3 separate regions of the Sus scrofa genome follow, and regions 1 and 3 are each linked to region 2. The links are chromatin contacts, called in public Hi-C and HiChIP or PLAC-seq maps. All regions are on one chromosome and are shown on one strand. Each heading gives the region's core, a stretch centred on a gene start, on an enhancer-like site or on the middle of the called end of the contact. The rest is flanking DNA. Distances are from core to core; before and after follow the strand shown. Region 1 has its middle 86 kb from the start of THBS1. Region 2 holds the start of THBS1 (thrombospondin 1). Region 3 has its middle 110 kb from the start of THBS1.

The links. A called contact is a pair of places that touch in the nucleus more often than the background predicts. HiChIP or PLAC-seq counts read pairs in DNA pulled down with a chosen protein or histone mark.
Region 1: a Hi-C map of heart right ventricle shows a contact between it and region 2, with 8 times the contacts expected there. The contact joins the enhancer-like site here to the promoter of THBS1 in region 2. A contact is called at or near these places in 1 of 5 promoter capture datasets (fetal liver) and 3 of 47 Hi-C or Micro-C datasets (embryonic fibroblasts, heart right ventricle and mesenteric adipose tissue).
Region 3: an H3K27ac HiChIP or PLAC-seq map of skeletal muscle shows a contact between it and region 2, with 5 times the contacts expected there. The contact joins the enhancer-like site here to the promoter of THBS1 in region 2. A contact is called at or near these places in 2 of 5 promoter capture datasets (fetal liver and liver), 5 of 47 Hi-C or Micro-C datasets (embryonic fibroblasts, heart right ventricle, mesenteric adipose tissue and 1 more) and 1 of 2 datasets of contacts at active chromatin or transcription factors (skeletal muscle).

Annotation. Positions count from the first base shown.
Region 1 is chr1:131,830,400-131,833,154 of Sscrofa11.1, reverse strand. No RefSeq gene overlaps it. Among named protein-coding and RNA genes, the nearest start is that of THBS1, 86 kb to the right of the region's middle. Within about 2 kb of position 1,419, at least 4 of the 83 cell types and tissues checked have an H3K27ac peak or open chromatin away from gene starts, as enhancers often do.
Region 2 is chr1:131,744,745-131,747,444 of Sscrofa11.1, reverse strand. THBS1 (thrombospondin 1) reads left to right here and starts at 1,347. Exons shown (of 22, transcript NM_001244536.1): 1 at 1,347-1,498; 2 at 2,111-2,205; 3 at 2,465-2,700. The coding sequence starts at 2,139.
Region 3 is chr1:131,851,899-131,854,598 of Sscrofa11.1, reverse strand. No RefSeq gene overlaps it. Among named protein-coding and RNA genes, the nearest start is that of THBS1, 110 kb to the right of the region's middle. Within about 2 kb of position 1,393, at least 17 of the 83 cell types and tissues checked have an H3K27ac peak or open chromatin away from gene starts, as enhancers often do. A contact at or near this core is called in mesenteric adipose tissue and skeletal muscle, where this site is marked.

The sequences.
Region 1 (2,755 bases), core at 170-2,669, 86 kb before region 2:
TAGTGTAGTCATTTTGATAATATTGACTCTTCCAATCCAAGAGCATGGTATGTCTTTCTATCTGTCTGTGTCATCTTTGATTTCTTTCATCAGCATCTTATAGTTTTCAGAGTACAGGTCTTTTGTCTCTTTAGGTAGGTCTATTCCTAAGTATTTTATTCTTTTTGATGTGATGGTAAGTGGGGTTGTTTCCCTCATTTCTCTTTCTGATCTTTCAGTTGATATTTTTTTACAGAAATTCTAAGCTAATACTAAAATTCATACAGAAATACAAAGAATCCAGAACCGCTATAACAATCTTGAAAAAGAATAACAAATTTAATGGACTCACATCCCATACTACGAAGTTACAGTAACCATAACAATGTGTTACTGGCATAAGGAAAGACATATAAATCAATGAAATAGAATTAAGTGTCTGGTAAACCTTCCCATTTTTGTTCAGCTGATTTTCATCAAAGGGGCCAAGATAATTAGAAAATAACTTTTAACAAATGGTGAATAGTTGGATATCTACTGGCCAAAGAATGAATTTTCACTCTACCTTATATCATACAAACAAATTTGCAGAGACTGAAATTGTAGATGCATGAAATAGTCTCCCACCCTCTCCTGGCCTAACCCTCTTGCCCAATCTGCTCAAATGTCAGCTTGTCAATGAAGCCTTCCTGATACCTGTCACATTCCCAAGTCCGAAGATACTCTTGATTTTATGCTTTCATCATAGCTTGTACATACTTCCTTTATAGTGATTACTGCACAGGTTTAAATTTAAGAAGTGAATGTCCCGACGATTGGCCCAGAGTTAAACATTTTCTTCACATTAAATAAAAAGTTATACATTTCTAGGGGATCATGTTTACTTCACTCATTTCCCCACCTGGTTACCACAAGAGAACTTTTGACTCACTCTGATGACACCATTCAGTCTCTGCACGACCCTGCAACAAATACCCATTCACTACCACACCACAATGGCCATAGCAATGACCCTTTCCTTTCTTGTACATAGAATAATATTACTTCTCTATCAGTTAGCTCTGGCTGGCATCACAGTTATCATTATTTTTATTCTCTGGACTCAGTAAGGCACCTGCTGTGTCCAACAAACGTAAGAACAGTGGCTTCTAGCCAACTGCACAACTCAGATTGTTGCCAAGAATAGATCCCCTGTGGAGTCGAATGACAAAAGTACATAAACATGGACTAACACTCTGGCTGTGGCAGAGAGAAAATCTTCTTGACTTCAAAGAGATTCTAAGGCTCACAAGCTCTGTCCTGTAATCTGGGTCAAGGGACCACCCCGAGGGGTTAGCATGTTGCCCTTGGAAAGTTGGCTGGACCCTCACCATTGAGCCTTTGGAACCCAGTACCAGAGACTCTAAGAGCCTCTGCAGCCTGCTCCCCAGGCTTCTTAGTCACCATCATACAACCAGGTAACTAATTTGTTACCACTTAGTCTCTAGGAATCTCTTCAACTCCTCTCCACATGTGCTCACTAAACTTGCCTTATAGCAGAAGCATCATTGGTGCTTTATTAAAACAGACATGAAAAACAATAATGCCTCCTCTCTCACCTGGACTAGAAAAACATCCTCATCTTCCTCCCTCCCCTCCACACCCAACCCTTTCAATTCACCCAACTCTTCTAATTTTATATGCTGCTACCAAGAGCATATAAAATGAGAATCTGAGCTTCTGACCCATCTCACTGAAAGCTGGGATTACAGCATCCCTGGCAACCAACTGAAGTCCAAACTCTTGCTCAAAGCATTCAAAGACCTTCACAACCTGGTACCAATCTACCTTTCCAGCAATAGCTTCAATAGTTTCTCCCCACACACTGGATGCTCCCAGGTATCTCATTCTCCCCTTAAGAGGTTGTGCATTTTCATTACATATAATTTTGTTTTCATTATTCAATTTATCTAGAATCTATCTCCACCTCACCTTATCCCCCAGAAAACTCTCGGTGATTCTTAGAAAAGCATCTCAAATATAACTTACACTTCTCATGCTTTCCCCAACTATCCGAGGACAAATTAACCAGTCCTTCTTCTGTGTCCCTATACATAGCACTCAAGGCAATAGGTGGCAAAGTCAAGAATTAAACCAAGTCTTCTAACTCTAAATCCTAAGGTCTTTCCCTGTGCCATACTACCAATGGAATCATGCTTTAGTTCTGAATACCTACTAGCAGACCAGAGGTGGGTACTCAGTAAATTTATATCAAATGAATGAATGACAACCAATAGGTACCTTCTGCTATCCTCCTCACCCTCTATTTTCCAAACTAGAATGTACAAAGGAAACTTAGCTCTCATTTAACCATGCCTCAGTTTAGTGATACTGCAGCCATGTATCATGTCATTATATGGGCCCTCCAAGGAAGCTCATGATGTTGTCTAGCCAGGCAGAAGGGAAAGAAGAAAAAGAGAGCAATGTGTAATATTTAGGGAGAAGCCCGGCCCAAAGAAGTATTTCCCTTTCAACTCCCTAAAACACCTCTTTATACAGCCTCTGCGTATTTGAGCCCTCCAGGGGCTAGCAGCCAAATCTGAGCTGAAAGCATCACATGTTGTTTGGGAGAAAGAAGCCAGGGTGTTCATGTAATATAAACACAGAGACAGATAGGACAAGAAGACCCTAAGGAGAGCTGCCAAGCTCAAGAAAGTCAGTGGACTTTGGGCTGTAAATCTACTCTCTGCCAAAGGAAAAAAAAAAAGGAGAAGTTTAAAAAATAATAAACTTCTTG
Region 2 (2,700 bases), core at 98-2,597:
CCCTGGCTTGTGGCTGAGATCCTTATTTGGTGAAGTTACTACCTGTTCCCTGGGTCTGGGGGCCAGCCTCATGTGCTGGATCACAGCAGGGGAAGTGTGGCTGCTGACGTCCCAGCCCAAGAGATGAATGGAATTCCAAGCAGCTGGAGTCATGCTGGCTTGGGACCGGTGGCTTGGACACTAGATTTCCAATGACAGAAGCATGCAGCGGCAGCGCTCATGGCAATTGGTGCACCCACAGAAATGTAACCCACATCTCGGTTTCGGGAGCCGAAAAAATGAAAAGAACTTTGGGGTTGAAAAAAAAAGGGGGAAATAAAATGATAGGCAGAGGGTAATTTATGACTCTATGGGTCTGTTCTGTAAATAGTTCAAGACCCTGGAGCCAGATGGTGCTGCAAACCCTCCAAGCAGGAGTCACGTTAAGAAGCACGAGTGGGCACAAAAACTGTTTTTCAAGACACAATTTCAATTTTGGCTTGAGAGAAGTGGTAAAGAGCAAGTTTCCTTAACATTCCTGACTGAAAAGAAGCCATTTGCTCGCGTCCCCTAGATCAGAATTCGCATACCGCCCCCAAGCGGCCCGCTGTGGAAGCGCCGCAGCACTTGTGAGAAGAGACTTTTCTTCGCGGGAACTCGAGCGGCAAGCAGCTGCAGAAACGCTGCCCCGACGCGCGGTGGGAAGGCGAGCCCCATCCGTGGCCTGCTGGCCGGTGCGATACCGCACTCACGTCCCTCGAGGGGCAGGCAGGAGACAGAGTGGGAGGAGGGCAGGAGCGCGGCGCGAAGCTGACCGCGTGGTCCGCAAGTACCCAAGATGGATGGACAAGGGTCAACAAATACCCAACTCTTTCAAAGACTGGTCCCCTCTTGGTCCCATTTACCATGTCGGGCTTATTTTTTTCCATAAAATGGGCTCGATATCCAACAAGTGTCCACCCTTAGCCATCGCACAGGCATTCAAGGGAACAGGTTCCCCAACCCCCCGCTTGGGATCTCGGGTGGGTGGCCAGAGCCTCGTCCGCCCGGTATGAGCACACTGAGGACATCGGCCCGAGCGGCGCCACAGCCAAAGTGCTGAGTCCGTGAGCGCCAAGGCCGCGTGGGCGGGCACCTATTTTTCTGAGAAGTTCCAGTGCTTCTCGGCCCCGACACCCACCGCCCCCCTTCACCTTCTAACTGGAAAGTTGTGCGCCAGGCAGCGGGGGGCGGAGAGAGGAACCCAGACTGGCCCCCCTCCCGCTTCCTGCCCGGCCGCATCCTATTGGCTAGAGGAAACCCCAGGAATGTGAGCGCCCCTTTAAAAACCCGCGGCTCCGCCGCCTCACCAGCCACTGCACCCGGGCCGGCCGGCAAGCGCACTCCCCGGCGAATCTCCCTGCGCAGCCTCTGATACCGCGGCCTCCCGGGCGCACCGCTCTCCCCGCGCCTCTCCAGCGTTCCTCCGGTCGCTGTGTCCTTGCTTCCAGTCCCAGCTGCTGCACCCGTTTCCACACAGGTAAGGAGTCCCTGGGCGGCCGCCGAGGTCCAGTTCTGCCCTGGCCATACACCTGAAGCTACAGACTTTAGCTCCTGGCAGACCCCGGATCTCACACTTTTTGCCTTCCCCATCCTGAACCTCTCAGCCGCTGGAGGACTCTTCTCACGAAGAGCTTCAGAGCGATCTTCTCCAGCCTTGGGATTCAAAACCCAAATCGCCAGGGACACCCCAAGATTTTGTTCTTTTCCTCAAGTCCTTCCTAAACCTTTCTAAAAGTCCTCTAGAAAAATCTCTGCACCTTCATGCTGTCCCAGCTCCCCAAACTACATCTCCTGGTCCTGCTACTTACCTCACCTTCCCAAGGAAAAGCCCCCCCCGCCGCCCCCGGCTGCCTGTTATTGGTCTTGCCCCTACCACCACCTGAAAACCACAGTCTCCTCCCCTCAACTCCCTCATTTTCTTCCTTATGCTTTCTCCAGAGTCAATACTGTTGCCCCTCATTCCACCAAATGTGGGGGCCACGGGGCGGGGGGGCGTGTCCCTGAGGCTCTGGCCCCATGCCCAGCCAGTTTTGCTCACCCTCATTGATGGGCGGCCTCTGACCTGGGTTCTCTGTGCTTCCTGCTGCAGGCTCTCTGTTGGGCACAAACGCTCCACCATGGGGCTGGCCTGGGGACTCAGTGTCCTGTTTCTGTTGCATGTGTGTGGCTCCAACCGCATTCCAGGTAAGTCTGTATGATACCTTTTGAGGGGGGAGGGAAGAGGAGAAGGGAGGTCTGGTTACCCCAGGTGTGCCTCTTCCCGAGCCCTGGCTGAACCTCAGGATGCAGGTTCCCTCTGACCTGGTGTTGATTAAGCCCTTTCAGTGGCTGCAGGGAGTTTTCACCCCTGTCTTTCTGCCCCACCGGCCAGAGCTGAACCCCTACCTCCACCGCCCCCACCTAGAGGGCCCTGCTCACAGTGCTTCCTCCTCTTGTCTAACAGAGTCTGGGGGAGACAACAGCGTCTTTGACATCTTTGAACTCACCGGGGCTGCCCGAAAGGGCTCTGGGCGCCGACTAGTGAAGGGTCCTGACCCTTCCAGCCCAGCTTTCCGCATTGAGGATGCCAACCTGATCCCCCCTGTCCCTGATGACAAGTTCCAAGACCTAGTGGATGCTGTGCGAGCAGAGAAAGGTTTCCTCCTCCTGGCCTCCCTGAGGCAAATGAAGAAGACCCGG
Region 3 (2,700 bases), core at 144-2,643, 110 kb before region 2:
CTTTAGAAACATTATGAATGCTGCAATGACAGGGAAGTATTCCAAGAGTTGGAGAAAAATCTTTCTTTCCCAGACATCTCAAACTAGAATTCAGAATAATTTCTGTCTTCAGATCTTAGACATTAGTGAGAGTTAAAAAGAAGTTGGTCATCTTTTAATTGTACCTGGTACCAGTCAATGGCTGAAAAGGAAGAGCCTGGGATTGCTTCTGGGGACAGTAGCATGGAACCCAGGTCAGACGTGACCAGACAGCAGGGAGGTTTGAGGAATTCCTCACAGACATGTAGTCTTTGACCAGCCTCAGAAAGAAATTATTTATCAAAATAAAGTTGAGAAGTTCCTGTTGTGGCACAGTGGAAACGAATCCGACTAGGAACCATGAGGTTTCAGGTTCGATTCGTGGCATTGCTCAGTGGTTTAAGGATCTGGCGTTGCCGTGAGCTGTGGTGTAGGTCACAGATGCGGCTCTGATCTGGCATTGCTGTGGCTGTGGTATAGGCCAGCAGCTACAGCTCCAATTCAACCCCTCGTCAGGGAACCTCCATATGCCGTAAGAGATAAAAAGACAAAAAAAAAAAAAAAGTAAAGTTGAGGTTTCCAAGAAATGTGTGCATGTGGTGTGTGTATGTGTGCATGTGAGCTTTTGTGAGTATGTGTGTGTGATCTGTCAAGGACTAAAAAGTGAGCTGAGATTCCCAACATAGACAATCAACTTGTAACTACTCCCATGTCTACACTAGGACCATCTCTTTCTCTCTCTCTCACACACACACATATCACATATAACATATTTATTTACACAAACTTACTGAGTCCATTTATTTGCACTACTCTTAGCTTACATTGTACATAACCCTCACAACAGCCCTGTGAGGTTTGTGTCATTTTCTCCATTTCACGGAAGATTAATCTGAGCTCCTGATGATCTAAGATCCTTCAGCACATTTTTTTTTAAAAAAAAAAAAAAAAGGAAGTCAGTATTTGAACCTTGATCTATCCAATTCCACAGCCAGCCTCCCTTCCACTAATACCTTCCTCCCCCGAAGCCATCACACTACTAGTACTAGTTAGAAGAAATGTTGGTAGGAAGCAGTTCTGCTTTACAATAAACCACCCTAATAAAAATGCTTCACTGACTAATTTTGAGATGTCAGAGCTGAAAATGTACAGATTTCCCAGGACAAACAAACTGCCAAGCTGTGATTGCACAATCAAAGGGGCTACAGGGAACCAAGGAAGCCAAAACTGTGTTGGAGAAACTACAGATGTCATCTGGGAATGCTCAGTGCTTTGAATTTTCAAGCTGAGACAGCCTCACTTCCACCGGAACCACAGCCTTATAAGGCTAACTTGAGGCCGCGACTTCCTCAGCTGAATCAACCTGACACACACTGCTTGTTCCCTTGTCTCATTGGGAAGGGATTCCACTGGCTGAGCGTCAGCCCTGTCATGGAAAGAATACCACCACCAGGAGGACTGAGTTAATCCCCATCCTGAACTGGATCACAAACACCCACCTTGTCATAGAGCCACTATGAGTCTTGTGGGGCAGTGGCGGGGGCGAGGGGGTGAAGACGGGGGAAGAGACACATTGGGGTCAGGAGTGGAGCTATTTAGGCTCCCCAGAGAAATTAGTCACCAGCCTGATCCCTTCATCTCCATTTACAGCCATTTATTTGGAAGCAACAAGTTCTAAGAGGATAAAAAATAAAGACCCTCCCCTCCCCTGCTCCCACCACCCCCAGCGTGAACTCTGTAGTTCACAGGAATGCTGCTTCTTATTCCCTTTGGGATACACGGGGCTGTCTGTGAACAGCTGGGTCTTTCTACAGACAAATTAGACAGTCAATGTTCCAGAGAAGGAGTGGGCTCCAGGGAATTAAATCAGCCACTCATCTGATCCTTTTCATTAGACTTAGTCCCATTATACCCAAACTCTAGGAAAACAAAAAGAACTTAGTGGAAATCAGATTCCCAAATGTGCGCTAAGAAGACCTCCAAGTTCTGAGAAGTCACCCCAACCAGAGGTTGAGAAATCATGAAAAGGTATGAGGCTGCGCAGTTGAACACAGAAGAATGCTTCTGAAAAGGGAATGCTGACGAACTTTGCCAAGTAACTTCCTTTCCACTTATTGATTACTCTCTACAGACTATGGAAAATGTTTGTCTGAGATGTTATTTCCACTGCTCTTATTCTCAGCTAGCAAGTAGAGTAGGGCTCTAGTGAAGCATGTGTTCATCATTTTCCCCCAGAAGTGAACTGTTGCTATAGAAATGTTAGGTGCTGGGGAGAAGATGAGGAAATTTTCAAAGGAAACCCAAATGTCCTTCCAAAGGGAAAAAGACGCAAGTCTGACTTCCTGAGATTGTCCTTAGTGGAAAATCATCAGGGTGGACTTGAGTGACCCTGACCAAGGCCCAGAACAAGAAGGAGCTGCTGACCCCTTTAAGAGAAAACATCACGGAAGAAAGATTAGACCAATAGGTATACACCAAGACTGACTTCTAGGAGCCTTGGTGGTTCTGGCTCTTTGAGGCTGTAAGTATCAGAGCTAGTACTGACCCAGACTTACTGAGCACAAGCTTTTGTCACTGGGAGGACAGGTGTAGGGGAATCTAAGAGGACAGAGTCAAGCATTCTTAGGTCAGGGAATATAGGAGAACTGCTGTGGCAAGAGTAGTGCTGAGAGAATGGGCACT